Linked DNA regions of Rattus norvegicus: region 2 is linked to region 1. A link is a contact called in public Hi-C data. All regions are on one chromosome and are shown on one strand. The core of a region is the stretch at or near the end of the contact, and the rest is flanking DNA. Distances in the headings are between cores, read along the strand shown.

Region 1 (5,924 bases), core at 1,474-3,973:
ACGTGGGGAAAATGGGGATGTCCACACCCCACTGCGGCCACATCTCTCAGGGGCATGACCAGGCGAGGGCTTCTCAGTGGCAAAGTAAACTGTTAGGTTATCGGCAAGTGTTGGCTTTGAAGAGATACTAAGGAACTACAGGAGAGACAGATACTCAAATTTACAGACATTTGGGAACCAGGGCGCCTAGAGGCTGGAGATCTCCCCTCAGTGAAACTGTCACAAGGCAGTGTGTCCTGTTGGAGCAGCACACAGAGAGGCCCATTTTTGGTTTAGTGAGTGTATCATGAGCTTAATCTCATGCCTGGCCATAGTCCTAAGCCTCCTGATCTCTCTTTCCTGCCCCCAATCCCAGCCTGTCCTCTGGCTTGTCTCATTCTAAATGCTTGTATAACCCCCTCTGAGGATGCATTGTTTCCTAAAAGACAAGACTGTGCAAACGGACGGAGATGTATTTTAAGCAATTCATCGGAAACCACAGGAAAGCCATTGAGATGGGTCAGGGTGTAATGGTGCTTGCTGTCTGGAGTTTGATTCCCCAGGACCCACATGGTGGAAGGAGAAAAATCCCACCAAGTTGTTCCCTGACTTTCCCATGTACCCCCCCCCCTCCCCGCACCAGGAAGGGCAGGCTAGCCTCCTCACGTTTATGACCCCTGAGTCTCTTCCTGCCTGTGTGCCCTTCCTACTGCCTGGGTTTCCAGAAGTGTCAACCCAGCTGACATCAGTGTCCCCATCCAAGAAAGGAAAAGGGCTCGCCAAGAACACAGAACAGCTGAGGCTTCCTGGATCCAGGGACACAGTGAGGAGAGAGGAAACAGGAGAAGTCTGTTTTTAAACAACACTTGGACGAGCATGTTTCGTAGGTGCCTGAGTTGTCAACCCCATCCCGAGCTGGGATCTCCCATCGGTTGCAGGAAAAGGGGGTGGGTGTGGGGGGAGAAAGAATGAACAAAAGAAAAGAGGTCTGTTCTCAGGAACGCATGTCCTTCCAGGCTCAGATCCAGGACCCAGCAAAACCCAACACTGAACATTCCCTGCAGTGAACATCTCCTGCAATGTCCTTCAGTCAAGGTAGCCCGTGTCTGACCTCAGGGCTTTCAGCTTGAGGGCACGCCTCCACTACAGCTCATACTTTACGGCTGTTGGTTAGATGGTCTCTGGGTGCCACCCAGATTATCCGAGGTGGGCCCTATTTTCTCAACTGCCTGGTGATGTTTTAAATTCATTTCCAACTGCTTTCCAGACATATTTAATTTTGCCTCCTTCCCAACGAAGTGTAAGACCACAGGGCAAAGCACAAAACCTAGCCCTGGAGTGAAGGTCTCAGAATCCTGGGACAGCTGCCTTGGGGCCTTTGGAGAGGTCTGGTTTGTGGACAGTCCCCTCTGCTGGGGCTGCAAGCTCATCACTTCTAGCCCAATATACAGCCAGTCACCAATTTATCTCAGGTGTTATTAGAATCTTGGCTGGTGCCTACTCCCCCATCACCCTCCTAAGCCCTTGATAAAGTTGGAGCACAGGCCAGGCCAGCAGGCCAGCTTTGCTTTCTCATCCACATCTCATTCCTCCCAAGAAAGAGCACGTTAGAGAAACAACCCAAAAGCAAGAGGGCAGGGAACATATTCAATATTCCAGAAGTAAAGAGAATCTTCACAGTCTCTTAACAACTCAGGCTTTTCAAGGAGGCTAAGCGCCAGCAGCACACCCATTCATTCATAGAGTTAAGTCCAAGACAGCGGATGTTGCCTGGCTGTGTGGGGCCTCGCTGACCACGCTGGCATCAAGCGGCACACGGGTAAATGCCTGCAAGCAGTTGGGTGCAAAGCTCTCCAACAACAGGAAGCAGAGCAGAGTGCTTGGGGGTGGGACTAGTGGGGACGCTTAGCCGGCTCCCATCCTGGATTTGCTATCTACGAATCGAAAGACCCCGGAGAAAGCTAGCCTTCTTCAGTGCCTTGGTCTCCACATCTGCACACCAGCACGTTGACAGAACCTCCCCGAGGACTTGTTAGTGGGCAGCCCAATGTGGGAAGGAGACCTTAGGTGGGCCTGTAGAGGAACGGCAGGGAAGTGAACCACCAGACAGACACCCAGGAGGCAGCGGCCTTTGGAAAGGTAGTGCAGGAGCCCAAAGCCACGGACCATGCTGGGAGCTTTATACCCAGCGTTCGCGGCAAGTGTCCAGGCCCCACCTCTCCATAGCAGTCTGTGAAGCTGGAGCTCCGGCGGACTGCGCCGCCCGGCCAAGGCCAACCCCATCCCAGGGGATTCTGAGCAGACCAAGACCCTCGAGGCCACCCGCCCCGCCCGTCCCTCCACCGAGCCCTCACGATCCACCCGCACTGCGCGGACTACGAGGCCCGACGTGCCCCGCTCCAACCGCGCAGCGCCTACCGGGAGCTGGAGTCCGACCGCCGGCTCGATCCTGCACCTAGACGCTGCACACACACTATCAGTCCCAAGAGGCTGTGCGGCGACCCGTGAGGCTGTGCGCATGGCCCGCACCCCCGCCCTTCGTCCTTCCCGCCGCCCCCGCTGGCCTCCCGTGCCCACTGCTCTGGCCACCCTCTCGAGTACCGGGTCCGTGTCTACCTATATCAATGGCGAAGCGCTTGGCGTTCTCCAGGTTTCGGAAGATCTCGTCGGGGGGCAGCGTGATGCTCTTGTCCAGACTGTCCCCGCCGCTCCCGCCGCCACTCGCTCCACGCTCCGCCATTTTGAAAGTGCCCGGCCAGCCTCATCAGCCATGGAAATATATGCGCATATAATTGACTGCTAAACGACCGCGTGCATAAATTATGCTAATGATCTCCGCCCCCTCCGCCTGTGCGAGAGGCCGGGCCACCGGACCATCCTATACAAATGTCCTAGGGACCAGAACTGCGGAAGAGAGGGCCGTTATTCTCCAAACTACCAATATCAAGCTTCTGGAATATTATTTCACTGAGCTGGCTAGATGCTAAGTTGGGTTGAGCTTGGCGATCCTGCTTTCAGATCTCCTGCTGTGAGGTTGACCCTGCAAGCTGCTGTGGTTTCTGCTAGGGTCACCCCATCATCCTGGTTTCCCAAGGACGCGTGACCTTCAGTGCTAAAACTCCCATGTAAACTGGAGTAGTTTTAAGGACTCTACTCTCGAGGAGTGCCCAGCTATAGGGAAGGGATATGGGATAGAGACATGTGTCTGAAACTGGGAAGATCGGCACTTCAATGACAATCTGCAGAAAGTGTGTGTGTGTGGGGGGTGCCTGGAAGAGGGGGCAGGGTTTCAAAGTGGAGGTGATCTGCAGTGCCTGTTGACTTAGGTCCCTTGAGAGAGAGCACTGTGTCCTCCAAGAGGCCCTTCTCGTAACTTAATATCTTGCTCTCAGGTTCTGTCTGCAGGCTGACACTGACTGACTTGCCCGGTTCCTGGAGCACAGGTTTGAGGCGATGTACAGGCTCAGTCACCATATATCTAGATTGATTCAGGGAGGAGGAAGCTTTGTATGTGCATACCAACAGAGTGGACATATTCTGGATGGGAGAGCCTGCTCCAGGGTGGCAGGGCTCCTGAGAGTGAGGCGACCCAGCAGCTTCAGGCCTGTGTTTAGAAGGACACTCCACAAGGACAGTGGCCTCCTTCCCTGTTCATAGATGCTCTGCTGCTCCTGTGGTAAGCTAAATGAATGCGGATGAGGCTGTCTGTCCTTGCTTGCTATGTGTGGGCCTCAGCAGGGTCCTCAGGTGGTCACTGGCAGAGTAGATAGAAAGGAATAAGGGGGTGGGGTGGGAAAGGTTAGAGTCAGGGCAGGGGCCACATCTGTGGCTTTGTCACTCAGAAGACATGTAGACACACCCAGATCCTCCCCACTCTTTGCTCCGTGGGTTTTGCCTTTGGGACACCTGGAAGCTGTGAACTTGACCGACCTGCTATAGCCTACCTTAAAGCAGACAGACAGCCTGTCTCAGACAATGGACCATACCTACCAGGTTCATGGCTGAATGGAATGGGTCGGCCCTGGCCCTAGTCACCTTGTGGGAGGGAGGGTGTTTATGAAATAGCTAAGCAGGTATACTAAGGGAAGCGGGAGCTGGACCAGATACTCTCTCAGGTTTGGCACAGCCGAGCCTCTTGCTGCAGCAAGAGATCCACCTAGGCCTTCAGCTTCCTCTCAGTGCACAGAGCAGAGGGTCTGCAGTTGTTAGGATCCCGTCCCCGACCCCCTCCTGGGAGCTAGTGGGAACCGCAGCAGCTACCCAGGTCTTGTTCACAGTGAGAGCATCAACAGCTCTATATGCTCCTCCTGCCCTCTCTTTTTCTCTGTCAGAGGACCACCAGCAAGCACCCGTCCTGATCCCGGTTTGGAAACATGGTAGATCCCACTGTTCCACCTCCATTTACGAGGGAGGCAGGCCACCCCTGTGGCTGCCAAGGACAGACATGCACAGAGAGGCACAGACATGGCATAGGGCTTGATATTTTATTAGAAGCCTTCAGAACAGCTTGTGTTCTCCCACATAACCAAGAGTTCAAATTCTAAGTACAAAATTGTGCCCACACGCACCCTCCCATACAAAGGAATCCTTTGAGGATCGTCGTGGAGACCCCACCCTCCCAGACAGCCCACTGTGAGCGCGCACCAGACAGCCAAGGCCATGTGGACCTTAAGGTGAGGTCCCAGGGGTCCTACACCCACGCAGGCTGAGTGCTTTCCTCTGAGGAAACACCTGCAGTTCCGCCTTCACAAAAGGCAAATGTGCCCAGGGCACAGCCCGCCCGCAGGGCGCTTGCCCAGCAGTCACGGGCCCTGAAGAAAGTCCTCTACTCTATGGGCTGGGGTGAGCCAACCAACCCCCAACTCTACAAATATCATAGAACACCCGGTGGAAACCGACCGGGAACTTCGCAGAAGTCACTTGCTGAAATGCAAACACAAAACAACCCCATGGGGTCGGACAGGCGGCAGAGGGTGGACCCTGATTATCCCCAAATGACAACTCTGCACGCACATTCTCTAAGAATGACCCCCCTTGCTGGCCAGCCAGCCTGGGGAGGGAGCCTTCGGAAGAAGGTTGCGGCCAACCTGGGGCTGAAACGCGGCTGGGGAATGTCTTCCCACATCGAGAGGAACAGAGGAACGAGCTGGTCCTCTGGTCAGCTCCAGGCACCCGTCGGCCGCTGGGTCACCAGGGCCGCCAGAGGCCGCAGGCAGATTGGCGCGAGGTGGAGACGGAGGCGGCGGCCTTAGTGGAGGAGCGCGCCGGCTGGGGCGCAGCGCCGGGCGTCGGGGTCTCCTTGACAGGCGCGGCGGGAGCTGGGGGCCGCTGGAAGTGGTAAAGCAGCTTCATCTGCGTGTCGCTGGCTGCATGCAGGGTCAGGAACTGCACCGCCTCCTGCAGGCACCACGAGTAACCCTCGCTGTAGTCCTGGTGCAGGCTCTTGGGGCCGGCGGCCGCGGCGAAGGCTGTGGGGAGACCGAGCGGCATGAGTGGGGCGCGCGCGGTGGGAGCCACACCGGTGGGGAGCAGGACACGGGCGCAGGCGCCTAGCTCACCTTTGCTGTGCTTCAGGTAGCTGACGGCCATCTCCAGGATGTCGGCCTTCTCCAGTTTGGAGTTGGGCTGGTGCCGCGCGAACTCCTGCTCCAGCAGCAGTTTCAGCTGCTCAATGCTGCTGTTGATGCGGTCCCGACGCATCTTCTCCACCACCGGCTTCCGCAGCTGCGGGAGGAGATGCGTCAGGTGGGCGGCGGACGCCGGAGGCCCCGGGGGAACGGGACGGCGTGCGCCGGGCGAGTGGCACTTACTCGGTTTTTCTCCTTGGGACTGAGCATCTCCACCGCCACGGTACTTGGGGCCATGCCTGGAGCTCTGGAGGCGATTGGCGAGCGGAGCGGAGCGAGCAGAGCCAGGCGTCCCGGGCTGGCGCGGCCCGAACCCCC
Region 2 (5,726 bases), core at 2,964-5,463, 100 kb before region 1:
CTACTCTAGACCTTCCCTTGTAGAACTTCCACTAGGTCTAACTCTAGATGAATCCTAGTGCTTCTTTTAAGAGAAAAAGACTTCCTCTACCATCAAAGAGAAAGCAGGGTACACATTCCACACTTAAACATGCTGTTACAGAGTGCCCACTACACAGACTGCTGACTCAGCAGTGCAAATACTTGTCTTTTCTGTCCTGCCACCCAGGACACCCAGCCTCTTAACAGCAGGGCACAGCCACACGGAAGTTCCCTCTCACTTGTAGCCTAGGCTTCTGGCCAGGGCAGTGAAAGTAGTTCACTGGCTAGACACGCCAGCCAGGGCCCAGCTGCTTACACGAAGCAATGCGCGCTGGGCACCTGTCCTTCTGAACAGTGGTGCACAGGAATAACTTGGTGTGTGCACATGTACTAGCATACTACACGTGTGAAGCAAGATGGTAAGTGTAGCAAGATATGTGCACCCAACATGTGCCATTCACTTGCCCTTAGTCAGGCCTCAAGTGCGGAAGGCTGGGACCTCTAACCCCAGGCATGGCTCATATCCCACAGAACTGTTAACAAGATGCCCACCTCCCCACCCCCAACTCAGAGAGCTTTGGGAGGTCGGGGCAGCGGAACTGCCACAGGTCCCAGGCCGGGAGCATGCGTACCTTGGTGTTGCACCACTCGGTAATGCACTCCCAGCAGAAGAGATGGCCACAAGGTGTGGCTGTGGAGTGTCTTCGCTCCTCCAAGCACAGGGTGCAGAGTGGGGCTCTACAAACTGCTCTGTCCTCAAGGGAACTCCTATGGGGGTAAGTACACAGGTGAGTACCTTCCACAAAATCAGGGCATGCCACAGCACCTCAGCTCTCCCCCACCTACCCTCACCCCCACCCGCACACCTGCGGTGGGACAGATTTCGGTGCAGCCTCCACTCCTTCCTGGCTCGCTGCTTCTGCCTGAAGCTGTACAACTGCAGCCCCAGTGACAATGCCAGATGCAGCAGGGAGATGAGTCCCAGCAGTCGGTAGCTAGTGCAAGCCCTCAGGTCCTCTCCCGGCAGGCGGCGAGTGCGGAGCTGTTAAGACAGGTGAGCTTGGCCATCAGGATCCCGTAGGACCTGGCCTGTGTCTGCTGGAGGGTGTATGTTCAGCCAGCCCTCCTCTTGGCTACTGGCAGTGTCCCAAGAACAAGGACCAACAGGGTGATAGGTTTAAGTAGTGATGGAGAACCCTAGCTAGCTGTAGGGTAATCTTTAGGTACTAGCTGCATAGATAAAAACTGAGCCAGGGGGCTGGAGAGATGGCTCAGTGGTTAAGAGCACTGGCTGCTCTTCCAAAGGTCCTGAGTTCAATTCCCAGCAACCACATGGTGGTTCACAACCATCTATAACAGGATCTGATGTTCTCTTCTGGCATGTAGATAGAGCATTCATGAACATTAAATAAATAAATTAAAAAAAAACAAAAACAAAAACTGAGCCAGGAGTCTAGACCAGGAAAATGGGTGAAGATTCTAGAGCTGTTTGGAGACTACTTCAGAGGAAGGGAAGGAGCCCAAGGAAGAGCAGGGTGGAGAAGAGCAAGGAAACCTGGGCAGGCAGATACTGTTCCTCTGACACTGGCCCTCAAGGATGCTGTCCAAGCCTTTGCTGTAGCAAGGCGTAACTCCCATGCACATCACAACAGAACGTGCGGTCTTCACTTCCCGCCTTCCCACTGGTAGGACAGGAGCCTCTGCCAGCAGGCCAGACTCTGGGCAAGAACCTGAACTTGACACCCTCTGGAATAGGTGCCTGTCCCCAGACAGTGAAATGGACATAGCCACAAGTCCACAGTGAAGAAACTGCTGAGGCCAGACCTAAGTGCACTCAGTCACGTGCCCAAATCTGCTGTCCCATCTTTAGTTTGTGGAAACTGGGCCTTTTAGGAAAATATAACTGAACAAACCCCACTCTTTCCCAAGCACAGAGTTTCAGTTGCAACTTGGAAGCAGAGCGCTTGGCTGTGATCGTGTCAGCATGGGTCCCAAATGAGCTGCTCAGAGGACCCCAGCCTGCACACCAGTCCCCTTGGCACTGCTACTTACATAAGTGATCCCTGCCAGTCTCTTGGCCAGGTGGTAGAAGGTACCATGGATATAAAACCAAGCCACATGGAGCCGGTGGAGGCAGGCGAAGCCCTGTCTCAGGATAAAGACTGCCCGCTGGAGGGCCCTCCTCTGTTGTTCAGTCAGGGTAGCTGCGTGGTGACGCACCCAGCGCCGTGCCCCTGACCGGCTGCGTCCTCCGGGTAGCAGACTCCCCTGGGAGGCCCGGGTGCCGTCGCCCTCAGCTTGCAGCTCCTGCTCCAGGGGCAGCAGTGCCTTGTCTAGCAGGTAGGGCAAGACAGCATGCAGGGCAACCAGCACTCCACGTCGGAGCCTGGAGGGCACACGCTGCCGGGATGGGTCCACTTGGATGATCCCGACGTACTCCTCTCCAAGTGTCTGGTAGCCTGAGGATTAATGCACGGTGGTGAAGGTCCAGGGACAAGCTTCTAGGCCGGCTTGTGTCCCCCCAGCCTCACCAGTCACCCCGAGACCTAGCCAAGGCTACCACAACTTGTTAAACCCCACTGTGGCCTTGCTGTGAACTCACGATGTCACACAGACTGCCACTCTGGAACAGGTCTTGTTTCCCCTGTCAGTTCCCTTCCTTCTTTACTGTTTCCCAGTCCTTCCTCTGTCAAACCCTTATCCCCTTGTCCAAGTGATGGGATCTAATCTTGTGGCTTTTCTACCTTCCAGATTGGCTCAGTCTGCATCTGGCTCAGTCCTAAGTATCAGGCATACATACAGCTGCTTACCTGATACTGTCACACGGAGTGAGATAAAAAGCCCTTACGCCTGCCCCGATTGAAGCTTCTTGTAGTTCACCCTGTAGAAGATGAAGCCTGACCTCCTGTCTCTGAAGCCAGACCTGTGGTGTACCTTGTGCTCTTTATCTATGTGTCTCACTGTGACCCTGCTCATAGGCCATAGCAACCTCTGTCCCCCATGTTAGTGTCTTGCTTTGTATCTTGCAATGCCTCACATCCCATACAAAGGAAAGTCCCATTCTGCTGAGAGGCCTTTAAGAATCTGGGGCAGTACCCCGTCTGGCCACTGTCTTCCTTCCCTGAGACTAATGCAGGTGATTTCCAGGAGCTGCTCAGTTTGCCTGGCAGCCTTCCCCATCCCCTGCAGACCTGGATAGGTTGTGGGCCCCTCCGTGCCAAGGACCCGCCAAGCACAGCTACCTGCAATTGTGGTGAGGCCAAAGTAGGCTATGTCTGAGAGCAACTCGATCTCTTTCCTCCATTCCAGCCATTTCTTTGCACCTGAGAGGAGAAAAATATTAGCTCTGGAGAGGTGAAGTGGTTCACTTAAGATCACTCCCCCAGTTCCCAGGGGTCAGGTAAAGTCCATGTCAAGTCCCTTCTGGGTCGACCCTTAACAACTCTTTCCCTTCACCACCTCTGCTGCCCCGGTTGACCTGAATGACTCCGAGACGAAGACCACCTCTTTTTTTTTTTTTTTTTTGGTTCTTTTTTTTTTTTCAGAGCTGGGGACCGAACCCAGGGCCTTGCGCTTCCTAGGTAAGCGCTCTACCACTGAGCTAAATCCCCAGCCCCCGAAGACCACCTCTTAAGAACCCCTCAACTGTAACTGTCGAGTTAGGAACTGTTAGGCTCTAGCCATGGGGCCCCAGGAAAGTCTAGGTAGCGCTAAGAACATAAGTCAGAGGCGACCTGTTTAGCATCAAATCTCGTCTCTCTGAAATCCCAAATCCCTGCCTATGAGATCCACGTATCTACCAATGAGAGTAATAATGTTAGGTCCAACCTGTAGGAGCGTTTGGGGAGTAAATGGGCAAATGCTTGAGAAACACTTTTAGTTGGCACTGCCAGGCAGAGACCTGCAATGTGTTCAGCAGTGTGTATGTCTGTTTTGATCCCCGCTTTCCTAACGAGCTTTGGAGCTGCCGCCGGTCTGGGTGCCCGGAACGCTCACCCGCTAGGCTGTGCAGCGCTCCACCCGCCGCGCTCCGCAGGCCTCCCAGGTAGTACTCGTCCTTCTGCGCCGCCCGGATCACTTCTGGAGGACCCGCCTGCGCCATGGCTCTACTCGGTCGGTGAGCTCGCACCGCGCCGGCGCACCTCGTGGGCGGGGCCTGTGACGCTCGACGTACCTCTGTCGTGGGGCGCAGGCCGCAAAGACCACGAGGGCGAAGGCGGGGCCTAGGCGTGATATCCGTGGAGGCGGGGATAAGGGCGGGACCATGCAGGAGGGGCGGGGATACTCAGGGAGGGGTGTGGCCTGTGCTTGGAGGGTGGAGCCTCACAGTGAAGTGGCGTATACTGACAGGGACATGTGGGTAGAACCCCTAGAGAGCTCAGCCTCTCAGGTGAGTTTTTGGCCTGATTCAGGTCCCGTTTTCTGGCAGGAGGTACGTGTCTCTGGGACTGCAGGGGTGAACCTTTTAGGATAGCCCCGTGATCCCAACGGACTATGAAAGTCCCCAGTTCCCGTTTGGAGTTCCTCTCGCTGCCTATGCCCTGGTTTCCTCTGCTTGGGTTGGGCAATTTCAGATAGTACCTTTGACCACTGCCAGGAGGCAGTCACGGCTCATGCAGAGGCACAAGCTTCTGGCCAAATCAAATATGACAGTTCGAAATGCAGATTCTTTGAAGGCCCGAGGCTGCTTTGTGTCCCTGGAAGACTTTTCTCTTCAAACTCAGAAGCTCACTTCTAGCATAACCATGGTATATGGCCTGTATTAAGTGTCCCCTCCTGGACTGATCCTTACACCCGACTGCATTTTTGGATTCTCTCAGTTATCGGGAACAAGACCAGAAAAACCATTCAAGTATCTGTTGTTTCCAGAGATTCGGCTTAAATGTGCTTCTCCAGGGGCTCAAATCCTAGGCACAGACCTCGTCTCAACTGTTTACCAGTGCCTTGACCCTCAGGTTCCTCCTTTGTGGGCTGTATAATAAAACACTCCTCTCAAGGATTCTTCCTAAGCGACAAAACCCAGGATGACCAGCAGGTGGAGCCATCAGCCCATTTTTCTACCAGTTTGGGCAGCTAAAGATTATTAACCCAAAGAGATTCCACGTAGATTGGGGAAACAAGAAGCCTTTCAGTGAGGAGAGAAAGTGGCAGGGCAAGTGCCCTGAGAATAGTGACATCATTGTAGATCAGCTCTCTGGGTTCCCAGATGACCATATGGCCTCGAGTCCCCCTTTGCTTCAGTGTTTCAGGGTTCCAGAATATCTAAGGTGGTGGTAGAACAAGAGCTCTTGCTTGCTGAAGAGTAATGTGCCCCTTGCCACCTCCCTTTGACTACCCCTTTCCTGAAGCCCAAAGGGCCTGAGCCTGCACCTGTGACTTTGCTCCTTGTAAACTCTTCCCTCTGCTTCAAGGATGGAGGACAGAAAGGTCAGGCTCCTGAGGGTTTTAGGGAAGGCACCAGAGGTGTGTCAGAGTGCTTGACAGTTCTAGTTCTGGCCCTGACTCTCCCATATGCACCTCCCGGTCTGCTTGAGGGCCACCCCAATCTGTGAGACAACCATAATTCCCTCTTGTCAATTGCAGTGACATTCCCTGGGGACACTTCACTGGAGCATCTCTGGGCTGGGCTTTGACTGCCCGCCTTGGGGCCCTCCCGAGCTCTGTGAGGGACAAGGTATGGCTTGTACATTCCTTCACTTGGTGAGC

Evidence for each region. A called contact is a pair of places that touch in the nucleus more often than the background predicts.
Region 2: a contact with region 1 is called in a Hi-C map of hepatocytes, with 2.2 times the contacts expected there. The contact joins the promoter of Pex10 here to the promoter of Pank4 in region 1. A contact is called at or near these places in 4 of 12 Hi-C or Micro-C datasets (Schwann cells, hepatocytes, mammary epithelial cells and 1 more) and 1 of 1 datasets of contacts at active chromatin or transcription factors (oligodendrocytes).

What each region holds. Positions count from the first base shown.
Region 1 is chr5:170,804,548-170,810,471 of GRCr8, reverse strand. Pank4 (pantothenate kinase 4) reads right to left here and starts at 2,723. Exons shown (of 19, transcript NM_133531.2): 1 at 2,596-2,723. The coding sequence starts at 2,719. It overlaps Hes5 (hes family bHLH transcription factor 5), which reads right to left and starts at 5,895. Exons shown (of 3, transcript NM_024383.1): 1 at 5,790-5,895; 2 at 5,538-5,703; 3 at 5,128-5,447. The coding sequence starts at 5,843. The coding sequence ends at 5,167.
Region 2 is chr5:170,908,623-170,914,348 of GRCr8, reverse strand. Pex10 (peroxisomal biogenesis factor 10) reads right to left here and starts at 4,213. Exons shown (of 6, transcript NM_001109405.1): 1 at 4,017-4,213; 2 at 3,263-3,343; 3 at 2,073-2,479; 4 at 887-1,062; 5 at 653-788. The coding sequence starts at 4,122.